2 separate regions of the Mus musculus genome follow, and region 2 is linked to region 1. Evidence: chromatin contacts called from public promoter capture Hi-C data. All regions are on one chromosome and are shown on one strand. The core of a region is the stretch at or near the end of the contact, and the rest is flanking DNA. Distances in the headings are between cores, read along the strand shown.

The links. Promoter capture Hi-C pulls out the DNA fragments that hold promoters and counts their contacts.
Region 2: a promoter capture Hi-C map of the 3T3-L1 cell line shows a contact between it and region 1, with 4 times the contacts expected there. The contact joins the promoter of Matn4 here to the enhancer-like site in region 1. A contact is called at or near these places in 4 of 39 promoter capture datasets (the 3T3-L1 cell line, 3T3-L1-derived adipocytes, the HPC-7 cell line and 1 more) and 1 of 9 other capture datasets (embryonic stem cells).

The regions. Positions count from the first base shown.
Region 1 is chr2:163,800,178-163,804,178 of GRCm38.p6, forward strand. No RefSeq gene overlaps it. Among named protein-coding and RNA genes, the nearest start is that of Ccn5, 19 kb to the right of the region's middle. Within about 2 kb of position 1,409, at least 85 of the 459 cell types and tissues checked have an H3K27ac peak or open chromatin away from gene starts, as enhancers often do.
Region 2 is chr2:164,403,045-164,406,708 of GRCm38.p6, forward strand. It overlaps Matn4 (matrilin 4), which reads right to left and starts at 1,774. Exons shown (of 11, transcript NM_013592.4): 1 at 1,447-1,774. It overlaps Rbpjl (recombination signal binding protein for immunoglobulin kappa J region-like), which reads left to right and starts at 150. Exons shown (of 12, transcript NM_009036.1): 1 at 150-274; 2 at 1,415-1,517; 3 at 2,710-2,835. The coding sequence starts at 253.

The sequences.
Region 1 (4,001 bases), core at 159-2,658:
TGGCATTGAGTACCTTGTGTGCAGCCCCCCCCCCATCATCCACCCACAGGACTCCTCCCCCTACAAAACTGAAACTTTGTATCCATCAAATAACAACCATCCCTCTGTCCTCAACGAGGGCCTGGCAACTGTGTTTTTGATCTTTGTGAACTGGGCTCCTTTAAATACTTCTTTTAACTGCACTCATCCAGTGTTTGGGGGTCTTTTGTATGTGACTAATTTATTTCACTTAGCAGAATGTTGTAGCACTAGTCAGAATTTCCCTACTTTTCAAGACAGAGTAATGTTCCGTTGTACAGACATACTACATTTCGATTATCCATTCAATGGCCACTGGGCATTTGGGTAGTTTCTGTGGCTTAGCTGTTGTATATAGTTTTAAAAAAAACATTTGAAATCAGTGTGTGTGTGTGTGTGTGTCTGTCTGTCTGTCTGTCTGTCTGTCTCTGTGTGTGTCTCTGTGTGTCTGTCTGTCTGTGTGTCTGTCTGTGTGTGTGTGTGTGTGTATGTGTGTGTGTGTGTGTGTCTGTCTGTGTGCCTGTCTCTGTGTGTGTGTGTGTGTGTTTGTCTGTCTGTCTGTCTCTGTGTGTGTGTCTATGTGTGTGTGTGTGTGTGTGTGTGTGTGTGTGTGTGTGTGTGTGTGTGTGTAGGGCAATGCCCAAGAAGCAAGTGGAGTCCAGGCCACCAGGCTTGGGTTCTAGCTTGCTATGCAGCTTTGAGTAGGTAGGTAAGTTCCTGACCTGACACCAGCTGTTCTCATCTTCCTGCCTACCCTGGGCAGTGTGCCAAGGCCAACTGAGACCGCAGTGTGAAAGTTCTCAGCAAAGAAGCCACCACCACAGTGGGGGACTGTTATTGTTATTGCTTAGTGGGTGAGAGGCCAGTGGCTTCCCAGAGGCGTGAATCATTCCTGGTGGGATTCCAGGCACCAGGAGAGGCTGTTCTGGGCAACAAAATCCAAATTCCACACGGAGCAGGGGCCCTGACCCTGAGTCCTTGGGTGAGCCACACCCTCTCTTCTGGGCCACTGATGCTATGAAGAAGAGTCTGTGAATGTCAGAAGCATCCCAGTTCTTAGGAACAGAGCCTCCAGCTCTGCTGCTAGCTATTAAGGAGGTTCAGAGAGGGTGATACGTCTGCCCAGAGCTGCAAAGCCAGAGGGAATGGGCTGGATGGGGAAACCTGAGACACACTCATGTCTCACTGGCTTTTACTTGGAAGTAAGGAAAAAGGCTTCAGAGGTGGAATCTAGAAAGTCACCATGGAGCAAGAAGAAAGAGCAGCCTCCTGTCCCTAGAAGCAGGTCTGGTGTTCCTTTGTGTTTCAGGGACATGGGTCTGAGGACTGATCACAGCCATATGTTAACATTCCCACATCTTGGTTAACATGGAGACTGCTCAAAACCACAGTAACGTGATTGAGCCCTTCCCACATCCGTGGCACAGAGCTGAGCTGTCACACAGAAACTCACACGCCAGCTCTTCTGTGAGCCTGGAACCGGTATGCCGCTGTTCAAAAGCCCTAGATCCTTAGCTCAAAGACATTTCCAAAGTCATAAAATAAGAACAGGCAAGAGCTTTGATCAGACCCTGGGCAGGGGCCTGTGAAATGTGTTCACAGAACACATGCCCTGTACCTCCTCAGAGCTGTGGCATCTGCGCTCTGTGCCCACTGTCCAGGAAGGACAATCAAGGCTTAGAACAGCTTTGTGATGTGTTGGCCAGAGTGGGCAGTTGGGATGAGGACCTACCATGTCAGGGCTGGCTTTTGTCTGGTGCACGGGATTTGAGAAAGAACGCTGTGCCTGGGAGTGTACAAAGCCAGGGCAGATCAAAGCTTGGAGGTGCAGGGCAGGAGGGCAGGGGGACAGGATCTGAGTGCCACCCACTGCTTGGTGACATCCAAACATCAATGCTTGGGGTACACTGGGGTGCTTACCATAAAGACAAAAGGCCAAAACTACACTCAGAACTCTATGCTTAATAATAAAGCCACAGCCATTTGGAGCTTGACCTGTAATAACTTAACATAAGAGCTGCTGAGTTCTTTTTAATTTTTAAATTACATTTAAATTAATTTATTTTATTTTATTTATCGGGGCTCATGCCATGGTTGGTTTTCTCTTTTAAGAATTGGGTCACAGGAGCTGAAGACAGTGAAGCTTGGTGGTGGGCACCTAGAGCCACCTTTAAATGCTTTCAAAGAAAATTAATTTGGACTGGAGAGATGGCTCAGCAGGTAGGAGCACTTGCTTGCTGTTTTTGCAGAAGACTCAAGTTTGGTTCTCAGGACCCATGTCAGATGGCTCACAACCCCCTGTAACTTTTTTTTTTTAAAGATTTATTTATTTTATATATGAGTACACTGTAGCTGTACAAATGGCTGTGAGCCACCATGTGGTTGCTGGGATTTGAACTCAGGACCTTCAGAAGAGCAGTCAGTGCTCTTAACCACTGAGCCATCTCTCCAGCGCACTCCCCACCCCCATAACTCTTGTCTCTAGATGAGCTAATGTCCTCCTCTGGCCTCTGTGGGTGCCTACTGACATGTGTGCATCTGCTCACACAGTCATACACACAGATAAATAAAAATAAAACAAATCTTAAGAGCTTTTATTTTTAGCTTAGGTGTGCATGCATGTATGTGTTCCTGTGTGAGCAGATGCACATATGTACAGTCGGTCATGTGTTCGTGTGTGTGTGTGTGTGTGTGTGTGTGTGTGTGTGTGTGTGTGTGTATGGGTGTGGTGTGTGTGCGCACGTGCATGTGAACTCCAAGTGTCAATCCTTGGGAGCTATCCACCTTGGTTTCTGAGACAGGTCTTACTGAGACCTGAGGTTTGCACATTTGGTTATAGGCCGGCTGGCTAGTAGGTCCCAAGGATCCTCTGGTCTCCTCCCCTAGTCCTGAGATTGTAGGGCTATACCACCTTAGCCAGCCTTTTAAATCTAAGATACAGGGGTGTAAGCTAAGTCCCTCCAAAGCAGGCAGAGAGCACTCTAGTGACTGAGCAAGTTCTTTATTGACTTCCCAGACTTGATTTCTAATGACCCATGGCTCCTTACTCAAATAGCAGGTCTCAAGAAAACAACCCCTGCTGTGAAATCCACTATTAAACAAGGGTGTGAGGTGCTCACCTGGACCCTCAGGTACGGGGCTTCTCCCAGTAAGAACAGTAACTTGTTGCTCTAGGAATCTCCACAGTGTGATGCTTTCCCCGACCTGGCCTACCCTCTTCTGCAGTGTCCTCCAGTAAGAATCTCCCTCGTGTCTCGTGTCCTGGTTAATTCTTTTCCCTTCCACATCACCAACCTTCCCTGTGTCATCTTTCACAGTGCGTTGGTGACCGGTAGTATCAAAAATGTCCCATGCTGCCTTTCCTGGACACTACTTATTCTGGTGTTTGTGGTGACAGGATGGGTGTTTCAGAGAGATCTGAGCAACTCTGGCTAGGTTAGCACCCTACTATAGCTTTAAAACTGCTGCCTATTGTCAGGCCACAAGCCTAGGGCGGGTGGGGGGACTCCTTTATGGCTCCATGGATCAGCCTATGAGAGCAAAGGCTACCTTCCTTCCTTCTGGAAACTGTAGAGAGGAGAGGAAACTGTACAGAGGAGGGTCCATGCACCATTGTGATGGATATCTCCCTCCCTCCGCCACCCCCCACTCCTCTCCAACTCTCCACATGCTGCCAGTGCTCCCAGAGCAGAAGGGAGCAGTGTCTACATGACCACCATTTACAAGCCTGATGCTTCTCTCAGACAGATCTCAGGAAGTACCCAGGGTGAGCAGCCTTTTACATCTCCAGGGCGTTGAGTCTTCTTATCTCTCATGACTGATCTACAGCTGGTTTCTGTTTGCAAGTGTCCTTTTGATGTTGGTCCAGCCTGACCAACTGGACACTCTGACCCCAGTGTTCCAGGAAGCCCCACGGTCAATCTGAGTTTCACTTTCCTAAGCTGGAGACCTGCATTCTTAGTGAGGTGCTCTAGCTTAGAGTG
Region 2 (3,664 bases), core at 524-3,023, 600 kb after region 1:
GAGAGGCCGCCAGGGGGCGCCTGCTGGGTCTGGCTTCTACTGCCGTGGGAAGCCTACATCTGCCCAGCAGGTGTCCCTGCCCAGAGCAAACAGGCCGCTGGGAGTCCCGGGACCTTGAAGATAAGGCTTGGACAGGATAAATCCAGTGTGAGGATCGGATCGGGGCTTAGATGTGTGAACGGTATCGAAGTCAGTGGCGGTAGATGTGCCCAGAGGGCAGCAAGAGAGCGGCCTGGGCCTCGATGAGCAGCCATGGACCCCAGGGAGACAACAGGTGAGCCCTCTCCTTCCTGTGTAGCCTAACTAGGTCCCTTGAGAACCACTAAGGGAACACACACACTGTACGGATGGAAAATGTGCTGCCCAATAAGACTACCCAGCTGGGCTCCAGGCACAGAACTAAACCTAGCTCTCACCCCCCTACACCCCACCCCTGTCTCTTCCTCCAGAGAAGCCTGGTTCCCTTGCACCTAAGAATCACTAAGCCTTTCTTCCGTTCCCCACCCCACCCCCACACGGCACACTGAGCCTGCTCTATCCATTTTTCTGTGGTTTCTTGGCAGAGCAGGCCATCGCCCCTTAACCCACGGCTGCCCCTCCCTCAACCCCCCAGTTCCTTGAATGAGCCCATTCTGAGCAAGGCCGGTGCGTGGCTCTGACTCCAGACCAGCTTCCTATCCGAGATTCTTCTCCCTTCTGGCTTTCCAGCGAGGGTAGAAGAACAAAAATCCTTCTGGCAGGGTCTGTGGTGGTAAGGTGACAAGCTAGCTAGATGTGCCAGTGGCTTGATGGTGGAGGTAGGAGGAAAGGCAAGCCTTTTCTAGAGTGGGCCAGAGCGGAGCCAGCACCCCAGGGCAAACATCTGAGTATAGCTCCACCGGGCCTTTGAAACTCAGGGTTGGCTCTTGACTAAGGGCTCCCTTAAGCTCCTCTTGGCTTAAGTCAACACGCACTTGATGTCGCTTGCACCTCAGGACTCTTAGAAAGTCAAAACAGCTGCCCTCTCAATTTCAGCTTTCCAAATCCGCTGTTCCACGGGGGGGGGGGGGGCGGTCTAGGGAGGGCAAAGAGAGTCATCATCGTTCAAAGGCTTGCTTTGAAGTAGTGGCCCATTAGAGTGAGCCCAGGTCTCCTGATAAGGATCCTTGCATTGAAGAGGAAATTTCTCGGACGCCCTTAGGATAGGGAAAGTGCATTCCCAAGGAAAGTGCGCTCCAAAGAGGTCTGAGTTCAAGAGCTAATCCGGAAAGGACACTTTGGGAAGGTGCCAGGCGTGGAGGGAGATTAGGGAAGGAGGACCTGCATTTTGTTGGCCTTGCCAGAGGGGGATCGGAAAAGGTACTGCAGGTTAGACGTGGACACGTAGGCTGTTAAGACTTGTCCCCCTACGGGTTTTACGCTGGCTTCCCTGCAGACCCCTCGTTGCCCCCGGGCCCTTTGACTCACCTGAGCCTGCCGGACAGCTCAGAGGTGCGGCTACAGAGCGACGGGCCCAGCCTCCTGGGGAGTTGGACCAGGTAACGGCGGCGGCGTGGGCAGGTTGCCCTAAGTGGGGAATGCCAGACAGCCAGGGCGAGCCCAAGCGGCAGCTGCATTTAACCTGGAGCGGGAGGGTGGGGAGGGGGAGCGCGGGCTGCGACCCCTCCCACTGGCAGGAGCGTTCTCCCCCTTCCTCTCAACACTCGGGCCCCAGCAAGCACGGCGCCCCTTTTTCCTGCTGCTCTGGGAGCTGCAGGCGCGAGCTGCGGGCCGGAATTGGGCTACAGCTGGAGTCGGGCGGCGACACTCCGGGCAGCCGGAATGCTCTGGAATCCTACACGAGACACTTCCCAGAGGAGAGCCCCAAGAGGCGGAGCGGTCCTGACCGCCGCCTGCCTGGCCTGCCTGGGCTTCCAAGGACGCGCCCGACTCTTGCCCTCCTCTGTCCCTTCCTGGAGTGATGAAAGGCCGAGACTTGGTCCTGCCGTAAAGGTAAAAGGACTCAAAAGGACAGCCTTGGAGTTCCCAGCTCTCTTCAGGGCCCAACTTGCTCATTTCCCAAATAAAGACTCACCACAGACTCTTTTTCATGTGCTCCTTTTAATTGCGCAGGCTTTGAGAGAACCCATCCTCATTTGTCAAACTCTCGGACTGATAAGCAACAGACCCCAGAGAGCTGACCCGTGCTACACTCAAAGAAAAGAAAACCCCCGTAGCATTAAGCCAAGGGTGTTGTTTGGGCATCAGAAAGACTCAGATCCGCCGCCTCCCCCCCACCCCAATCCTGGTAATGCAGTTTGGAGCCTTGGTCACATTTTCACCGGTGCATGTGCCTGCTCGAATTGAGGTTGTGCTCCGGACCTGGAGCTGGCAAAGGCTGTTTCCCCTTATGAGTTGAAAGCTTAATTACTATTTCCACAAAGCCCACCTCCATCTGAGAACCAAATGTAGGGTTTTAAACACAGCTATTCCACTTGGCCCCAGACTACAACAGCCGGGAAGCCACCCACACAGTGTAGCACCTGGGTGATCCTGGTGAGGTCTGTGCAGGGTTCTTGGAACACAAATATTTAGCTCATTTCCCAAGTCCTTCTTCCCCCAGATCCCTTGGAGGACATAAATCAACCCCATCTCCAACTTCAGCTCACTCAGCTTCAGGGGTGGGCTTTGTGCCAACTCAACCCTTGACTCTCCTTCCTGTGGCCCCGTGGGCCCAACCCCCATTCCTAGGTCACCCCCAGAGCATGCCATCATCCTAAGAGAAGGTGTGCGCACATGCCTGCAGCAAAGATGTGAGCAGACTGTGTGGATCCTGCATGCCAAGGTGGCTCAGAAATCCTATGGAAATGAGAAGCGGTAGGTGGCTCCCTACCCCGACCCAGGTCTCCACAGCCTTCAGCCCTATGCCTCCCTCCAAACCCACCACCATTTAGCTTCTTTGACATCTTGGAGGCCTCAAGGCTGACACCTCAGCCATTGTTCAGCCAGGGTCCTGTTCCCCAGCCAACAACAGCTGCCTACTGGGATCTAGAGCAGAACTTGACAGTGGCTGTCAGATCCCCACATCCCCGACCAGTATCCATTCATTCTGCTGCGTACTACATGTCACGCACCAGGGTCACTGCTGGGCACTAAGCCTCCAGCTGGACCAGGCAGATACAGCCTCTACTTCCATGGCATCTCCATTCTGGTAGGGGACATGCAGTCACCTCCCCACAAGCCAGCAAACAAGGTATTTCAGATTGTGATGAGAGCCAGAGAAAAACAGAGTGGAGTCACATAGTAGACCAAAGGGGATACCTTAGCTTGAAAGGTCAAGGAGGTCAAAGGGCTCTTTAAGAAGTGACATTGGAGCTGATGTACCAGTGCTGAGATAGAGCCAGGCATGGGAAAACTCCAGGAAGCATTCTAACTGGAAGCAATAGAAAACGCAAGGACCTCAAGGCTATATACTCAGTACTGTAAGAGGATGAAAGGGGGAGACTGGTCAGAAGAGGGGGACGTTAGAGAAGATGACAGGAGAAGCAGTGTCCAGGTCATGTGAGGATTTGGGATTTTAAACCACAAGGGATGTTGATAAGAGGACATCACAATTTGATTCATTTTCATTATTATTAATAATATCGTTTATTTTGTTATATTTTGGGGGGGATAAGACAGACTCTAACTCTAGCTCAGGCGGAAC